2 separate regions of the Mus musculus genome follow, and region 2 is linked to region 1. The links are chromatin contacts, called in public targeted proximity ligation maps. All regions are on one chromosome and are shown on one strand. The core of a region is the stretch at or near the end of the contact, and the rest is flanking DNA. Distances in the headings are between cores, read along the strand shown. Region 1 has its middle 24 kb from the start of Gm36774. Region 2 has its middle 3.0 kb from the start of Mir3970.

Region 1 (3,984 bases), core at 624-3,123:
CTTCCCACACCCAGACTTTCTGAAAACTCAACACAGTTAATTCATTGAATTGATTCTTTTTAATAAGCTGGTTGACTTTAAGTGCCCTAGGTTTTCCCAACTTCCTTGCTCTACACGAACTATTCCACCTTCAGACAAACATTAGAATACTGTTTTGCTCCTTAGGTTGTCATGATACTCAAATGTAATAATAATTAAGTGCTTAAGAACTCTGTGAGGCATAATAATCCCTCAAAACGTGCACGCAGTTTCCAGAATCTGTGAATATGTTCCCTGATGCAGCCGAGGAGGTTTGAGATGACAAGTTTATTCCAGATCATCTGGGTGGGCCCAACTTGACCACAAGAATCCCTTAAGAGTAGAGACTCCTTTCCGGCGGTGTCAGAGAGAAACTGACGAAAGGAGGAAGGGTGAGAGAAATACTGCTGGCTTTAAAGATGAGAGAGGCAAGCAGCTTCTGACCCTGGGAAAGGCCAAGGACAGATGTTTTCCTTGAACCTGGGGAAGGATCGCTGTACAAGCTTTCCACAACTATGCCTGCTACGTCCTCCTCAGGCTGCGGGTTGGGCTGACAGTCACTAACACTGGAAGAGGCCCCTCTGCCTCAACTGAGATGAGAGCAATACCTTGCCATGGAGGGGAAGGAGACACCAACATATCTCGCATCCATCCATTGTCCCTTGCTCCTCGTGTGTAGGCAGGTCAGTTGGAGGTCCCTTCTGTTTCTGCAAAAATAGCCAATGCAGTTAGTAACTACCAGGGCATATTCCTTCTCAGCTCAAAACCTTCCAGAGGCTCCCCAGCTCGCTCCCAAAACAGCCTGAAAGACTTCCTCTGTTCTCAAGTCTTCAGGGCACAGCTGACCCCATTTCCCCTCTGCCTGTCTCCTTCCTCTCTGACCCTTGCTGACTGTGTTCCAAGTCTACTAGCTGCCCTGCTGTTCTATGCACGCTAGGGGTTCAAGGCTCGGGACACTTGCATTTGGTTTTTTTTTTCCCCACCTAAAACCCTCTTCCCTTGCATCCAATAGCTTGCTTCCTCCCTCAGCACCTTCAGATCTTCCTAACAATCCTATTGAAATAGTGGTTGTCTCCCCCACCCAAAACACCAGAGCAATTTCCTCTTCTATCATGAAGCATACTTAATTTTTTTTCCCCTACAAGGTGCTGTCTCTTTAGGAATGTTCATAAGGGTTCTTTATGAAGGATATATTAGGTTGTTTGATAAATATTTGTCGAGTGAGCAAATCAGTGTATGATCAAGCTATAATCAAGAACTGAATCTCATTACTGCCTCTCCGTTAATGACCCATCCATTCAGTTACAAACGGGAAATGAAAGTCAGTGAGGTGTCTGGTGTTAAACAATGAAGCTGCAGGTAAGATCAATTTTTTAATTGGCCTTGCTGAGTCCAGACAAGCCAAAGGAGTAGAAACTCAAAGTTCTCGGCATCCAGCCCTGTCTCCTAGACAAAGAACCCAGAAAGGGTTGCTTTTCTGAAACCCGAGCCTTTCTGGTTTCAGCCAGAGTCTAAAAACCATAAGAACAGTTTGTCTCTTCAGTACTTCCGCTTCCAGGCAAAGGAAAGAGCAGGAAGTGCAGGGGCGTGTGAAAATTGAGAAGAAGAAAAAAAAGAAGAAGAAGAATTAAAGCCATTACATGTAAAGGCACAGAGACTTCCTCTGTCCTACCACACTGTGCTTTAGCAGCCAGGCTGGGGAAGCCATTCTCAGGTAAAGGGAAAGCCAGAATGTGACTGCTAGTTCTCTATTGTCCGGCACAGACTTATTCAGAGATAGTTGAGAGTGTGGCAAAAGATAGACCGGGTGCCCGGCCGTGTGAGTTTACCATTCACAACAGTCTAACATTACAAGGTCAACCTAGTTCATATCTTATCTACTCAGTGTTTGCTCTGGGCAGGCTGACTTTCCAGCATGCCCCCGGGAGGTATCTTAGATTATAAGAAATTGTACATAGAATTTAAGTAATCTTTAGAGTCGAGCCAACCAAGGTTCCAGTCTTGACGCTGCCACAATTAGTAGCTGAATGCCAGCTGCCTACAGGAAGGACTGTGTTTATCTCGTTTCCCATTGTATCCAGCATTGCTCACACCATGCCTTGCATGCTCAGTAACCCTCCTCCTAGAAGAAAATCAATGTTAGGAACTTCAGTTTCTTCGTTAGTAAAAGGAGACTATAAAACCCAGCTCATGAAGCTGTCTGAGGACCTCAGATGAGGTGCCCCGCCTATCCAGGGCCTGCTACAGGACAGCATTTGCTTAAGGTAAACTGTCATTTTGGTGACTGTGGTGGTTGGCCAAAGCTTTATTCCACCTGGAATTTCAGACTCTGCCCTGACCTGAAGAGTTGGGTCTTGGCGTGATCCTGTTCTCTAGAAAAGTCCTGCTCCACTTCTGTCAGAAATCCTGGAAAAGGGAAGAATGACCTCCGCATCGCAGCTGCTGGGTGATTGGCAGCCAAAGGGAATCAGGACTAAGCCCAGCCAGGTCTCACTTGTCACGGGGAGAGGAAGGAGAAAGCACTCACTAGCCAACCCCAATAAGTGCCTGGTGAAAACCAAGGGCAGGCAGCTGGATTGGTTTCCTACTTTTTTCTCTGTTATAGTCTCACAGCCAGAGAAAGTATGGGGTGTCTTTTCCTTAACTGCGAGAAGCCCAGTTAAGTCTCCCTCCCCGCTCTTCTGAATCAGCCTGGTTCAGCAGTAGGCCTAAGAAGCCATCTGTCAATGCTTAGGGATTAAAGAAAGAAATGAATACCTAGGACCTTCCCAGAATCTCCAAACCCCCAGGAATTCTTAACACTTTTGCTTTGGGGGTTCAGTTCACAATCAAATCGGTTAAGAGGTCTGGCTCTATGTTTCATGCTGAACTATCCCTTCTTGCCTTTACTAATATCTCTCACTGTCATAATTCAATATGGGAGATCCTTCCCGGAAATAAAGGCACAGAGCCTCAAACTTGATGCTGACGATGTTTGCAAAAGGGTTCTGTTGGTCGAGCCATGAGCAGCCGTGTTGTCAATAATCATTTCAGAAGCATCTGCAGATAATAGTGGGTGTGCCGTGAGCCACTGTGGTGGAAAGGGGAGACTATCCTCTCAAAGAAACAGAGAATGCAATGACTCAGCCGGTCTCAAGCCACAGCCACCGTTACTGACTTAGTCATTCATGTTGTCTTTGTCTTATTTTTAGACACCTAGCTTTAAATTAACCGCTCTGATAAACAGCAGCAATTCAGTTAGTAATGAGTTCCTTTGATTTTTTTTTCCCCCTCCTGTGGGGTGGAGCAGACTCCTGAGTTCCACTTCTCTAAATAACCAATAAGTCTTCATATGAAGCCATTACAGTCTTCAGGGAAGGAGAGACACATCAGGAAAGCATAGGGGACCAAAGATGTCAAGGTGTCTCCTCCCAAGATGCATTTTCTCCCATTCACCCATGCTGATTCACCCATGGGGGTGAGCTGTGTGTGCTCAGTGTGTTGGTGTTGGGAGTCGAGAGGTGAACGAGACGGGCAGGCTTTCTGGAAGTGAGCATTTCCACTCCTTCAAAGGATAACTAGGGACCTACCAATCAGAGAAGAGTCAGAGCAGTGGCCGTTCCGCTTTGGCTTTGCTTCAATAACAATTAAACCATGTGGGGTGGGGTGGGGTGGGGTGGGGGGGGGGGCTTGAACCCTGTTATTTTCAAAGTAGTGAAATCTAATCATGGCATACTTCTAGAACTAAAGTTTTAAGTTTTTCAAATGTCTCCTAGTCAGGGTTCCAAGTCAACTGCTGTCTTAAATCGATGGTGACATAACCTGACTTAAGCATAGTTTGCATGCTTCAACAGCCTAACTGGAAGCAAGGTGATTCCTCCACCCACTTCCTCCTCCTTAGGTATAAATTAAGAAACCCAGGGGTAACCACAGCCCTGGGCAACTATGTACAAAAAAAACGGGAACTGTCACTTGATAGCCCCTCCC
Region 2 (3,984 bases), core at 751-3,250, 250 kb before region 1:
TTTTTTTTTTTTTTTTTTGGTTTGGTTTGGTTTGGTTTTTTCCCTTCAGAGTAGTGAGTTGCCTAGACAAGCCACATCCACTTTTCAAATAGACTGGGCCTTTCTTTATATCAGCTTTTCATGTCTAGAACAAGATTCCACACAGAATCAACTTACAAGGAGAAAAGATTATCTTTTACAGCTGTTGAGAGTCCGGTGCAAGACAGATTAGTTTTACTGTTTTAGATTCAGGGTGAGCATCATGTCCTGGCAAGAGCATGTGTCAGAACAAACCACTTAATCCCAGAGAGTACAGAGGAAGGGGGGTGTGCTGGGGACTCAAAGTCCTCTCCAACAGCACATCTCTGGTCACCTCATAACCTAATATCTTAAAGTGTCTGCCACCTCCGAGCAAGACCATTCTGAGGCTCAATCCTTTTAACACATGGCTCTTTGGAGGACATTTAAGATCCAATCTATTACATGTTCCAAGCATGTCACATATTCACGTTATCATCTGTTGGATTGAATCTCTGAAATTAGACATTTCATTTGATACTTTAAAAAAGCCATTTGATCATTTTAATGAAGTAGATTGAGAACTTTATAATTTTAATAATTTTTAAATAAAATCTATAGCTTTGTTTAAGGTTACTCATAAGCTAGTTCTGAAAGCAATTTAAATCTATCACCCCTGAAAGACACTGGCTAGCTCACATCACAGCTGTAAATATGTAGCTTTCTAGCATAAGTGCTTTAAACTATAAATGTTAATTTTATTTATCATACTACATGTTTACTACATGTTTATCTCCATAATAAAATCACATTCTCTTCATTATCTTATCACGTGTATTGTGGCTTTTCTTCTTCACTTGTGCTTTATGATTTCTACATTTATAATAATGTGTTACAGTTATGGTCTTAAAACTCTGAAGTCAGAATGACATTGGTCAAAGAGATTGCAACTTTTAGCATCAGCGTCTTCATTGAGGCAAAACAATAGGAAAACTTACCCCATAGAGTTATGAAAAATGAACACTGAGAAATCCATGAAACACGCAGTGCAGACACTGCACAAAGCAACTTCTCCATCATCACTGACCATGGTGGTAAGGACAGGAAGAGGTGCCACAGAGGGCTATAGAGCTGTAGCCACTGCCAGTGCTTCTTCATTACCTCTCAGCAAACCCCTCTTCCTTTCATTTATTTAATTCTCTTCTCTTTTGAGAATTTCTCTCTTCTCGTTTCATATATATAAGTAGTTCCAAACTGGGATGTTTCAGAACTGATTTGGTGTCAGGGGCTTTGACACTTAACCAGGGCCTATGTACTGACTTGTTTTGTGTGTCAACTTGACACAAGCTGGAGTTATCACAGAGAAAGGAGCCTTCCTTAAGGAAATGCCTCCATGAGATCCAGCTCTAAGGTATTTTCTCAATTAGTGATCAAGGGTGGGAGAGGGTCCACTGTGGATCGTGCCATCCCTGGAATGGCAGTCTTGGGTTCTATAAGAAAGCAAGCTAAGAAATCCAGGGGAAGCAAGCCAGTAAGTAACATCCCTCCATGGCCTCTGCATCAGTTCCTGCTTCCTGACCTGCTTGAGTTCCAGTCCTGACTTCCTTTGGTGATGAACAGCAGTATGGAAGTGTAAGCTGAATAAACCCTTTCCTCTCCAACTTGCTTCTTGGTCATGATGTTTGTATAGGAATAGAAACCCTGACTAAGACACCTACAAGGAACTGTTGAACAGCATCAGAATAGGACATGTGACAGCAGTAGACCTCTGTCTTAGTCACCTTGTCACTTTTTAAGCTTGAAACTTCCCCTGATTTTTGCTACTCTCCGAAACTAGCCTGTACACTTTTTGGTGTTTGATTATTTAACATGTCTGTGCCCTGAACCAACATTGCCTGGCATAAAATTATGGGTACAAACCACTCTTGCTTATACATCATCTGTTCATAGAATTTTTTGCATACTAGACGATATCAACTAGGGCATGAGTCAATCTAGCAACAACAGGAAGGCTGGCAAGTGTCATTTTCAAACATTCCACTGAGTCATCTTCCATGTAGCTGGCCACTCACTTCAGTTCCTTTGATGAAGCATGTTAAAATATCATTCTGAGAAATCTCATCCTTAATTTAGGAATGTACAGTCACAGTTTAATTTAACTTTATACAGTTAAATATCTCCTCTTTTCACAAAATTCCATAATATATGAACTATTAAATGTTTGAACACATGTACATTTAATGAAGTCATTTTTTTCTCCAACACTGCTGGGACTCACCCTGCCCTTAGCCATTATCACACTTACTCAAAATTACTAAATTACTTTAAATGGTAATACTTCATAGGAAATGTTTAAATGTCTAATGAGAACAAAAGTCATATATTACATGTATGCATATTAATCTGAACCCAGAATTAATACTGGATGGTAGGTGCTGTTACATGGGTATGGACACACTAGAAGTAGGTCCTATTCCAGCAATATTTCTTGAAAATGATGTCTATGTGATCTATTTAGACTAAATATCAGTGTTATGCTATACAACTAACAAGTTCAGTTAATAACATCTAATTATACTACATTGAAAATTGGTAATATAAATCCATGTTTTCATTCAACATCTGTTGAGGTCTAACTGTGTGTTAGTCACTGTAATGGATTCTGAGGCACTGTCATCCTTCAGCAAGTTTCCATATAGTCAATCAGAAAGAATAACCACTCTGCATAGAGTCACATTGAAGTACAGTATGACACAAAAGATATGCAAAGTGCTATTTGAAAATACAGAGACAACTTGCAGAAGAAACCATAAGAAACAGCTTCTTAAAACAGAATTTTAGCGGAATATTGCAAGATGTTGAACTTAGACAGGAAAAGGCCATGAGAGTAGCAGTGTTCCAACAACTGCACAAACTTTTCCAGAGTTAAGCGTGCACTTGAGGAACAGTCAGTAATTCTGTTTCACAGAAAAGTAGGATGTTGCTAGAGTATGGGACAAGATCACAGGAACTATTCTGTCCCTGTCCCTGGAGAGGGCTACTGCTATGCCCTCTGACCTACTGCCACAGTCAGAAGACTACAACAGAGGCTCCATTTCAGTTCTCCAGTTCCTTACTCCACCCTTCCCTTGCTGTCATCTGTGGCTGGACTTCTTTGTATCATGATAGTCTAATGCTTATTCTCTCTCTTTTCTTCCTCCCTCCTCCCTCCCTGCTTCCACCCTCCATTTCTTTTCCCCTCCCTTCCCCATTTTTAGTCCCTTACTTGGTGTAAGTCACAGAGATCTATTTATAACTGACCCCCTCCTTTCTGGCTCTAAGAGACCTTAGATTCTCATCCATTGCAAAGGTGAGTTAAGGATTGCAAAACTCCAGGACAATTATGGTTCTAGGAAGCAAACTTAGAATTCAAACACACCCTACATAAAAGCTAGTCCTTTTCGAGCCTGTCTAACTGCTGGTGGTTTTTGAGTTCTAGCTTTTCCCCAATGGTGACAAATTGTCATCGAATTCTTTCTTCCTTGATGTCAGCTAGAGTAGTCATGGTTAGCATTTGTACTCTGATCTTAGACATTCCTCATGGACTGTTCCCATCTGATGCTCACATCAGTCCTGATATCCAGAAGGAAATACTGTCTCTGCTTTAAATGAGGATGTTCTGGTTTCTGATGCAAACTGTGCCTCTAGTGACATAACTACTAAACAGTGAAACAGAAACTGGTACACTTCACTTTAGACTCAGAGCCCGTGTTATATCCCCTCATGGGTGAGCTGGAAGTGGACCAGAAACATAAATGGACAGCCTTAAGCTATAAAATTTCTAACTGAAAACATAGGAGAAGATTAGTATGACCTTGGGTTTCATGAGCATTTTTAGATAGAATAGAAAGAGCACAAATTATTTAAAAAGGAAATGATAAATTGTATCTACTGAATATTAAAACCAATATATTTGAAAGGTACCATAAGGAGAATAAAAAGGCAACT

What was found.
Region 2: a targeted proximity ligation map of bone marrow-derived macrophages shows a contact between it and region 1, with 5 times the contacts expected there. A contact is called at or near these places in 1 of 484 Hi-C or Micro-C datasets (nephron progenitors), 1 of 130 datasets of targeted methods (bone marrow-derived macrophages) and 1 of 9 other capture datasets (embryonic stem cells).

What each region holds. Positions count from the first base shown.
Region 1 is chr19:32,903,895-32,907,878 of GRCm38.p6, reverse strand. No RefSeq gene overlaps it. Among named protein-coding and RNA genes, the nearest start is that of Gm36774, 24 kb to the left of the region's middle.
Region 2 is chr19:33,158,122-33,162,105 of GRCm38.p6, reverse strand. It overlaps the pseudogene Rnls. Among named protein-coding and RNA genes, the nearest start is that of Mir3970, 3.0 kb to the right of the region's middle.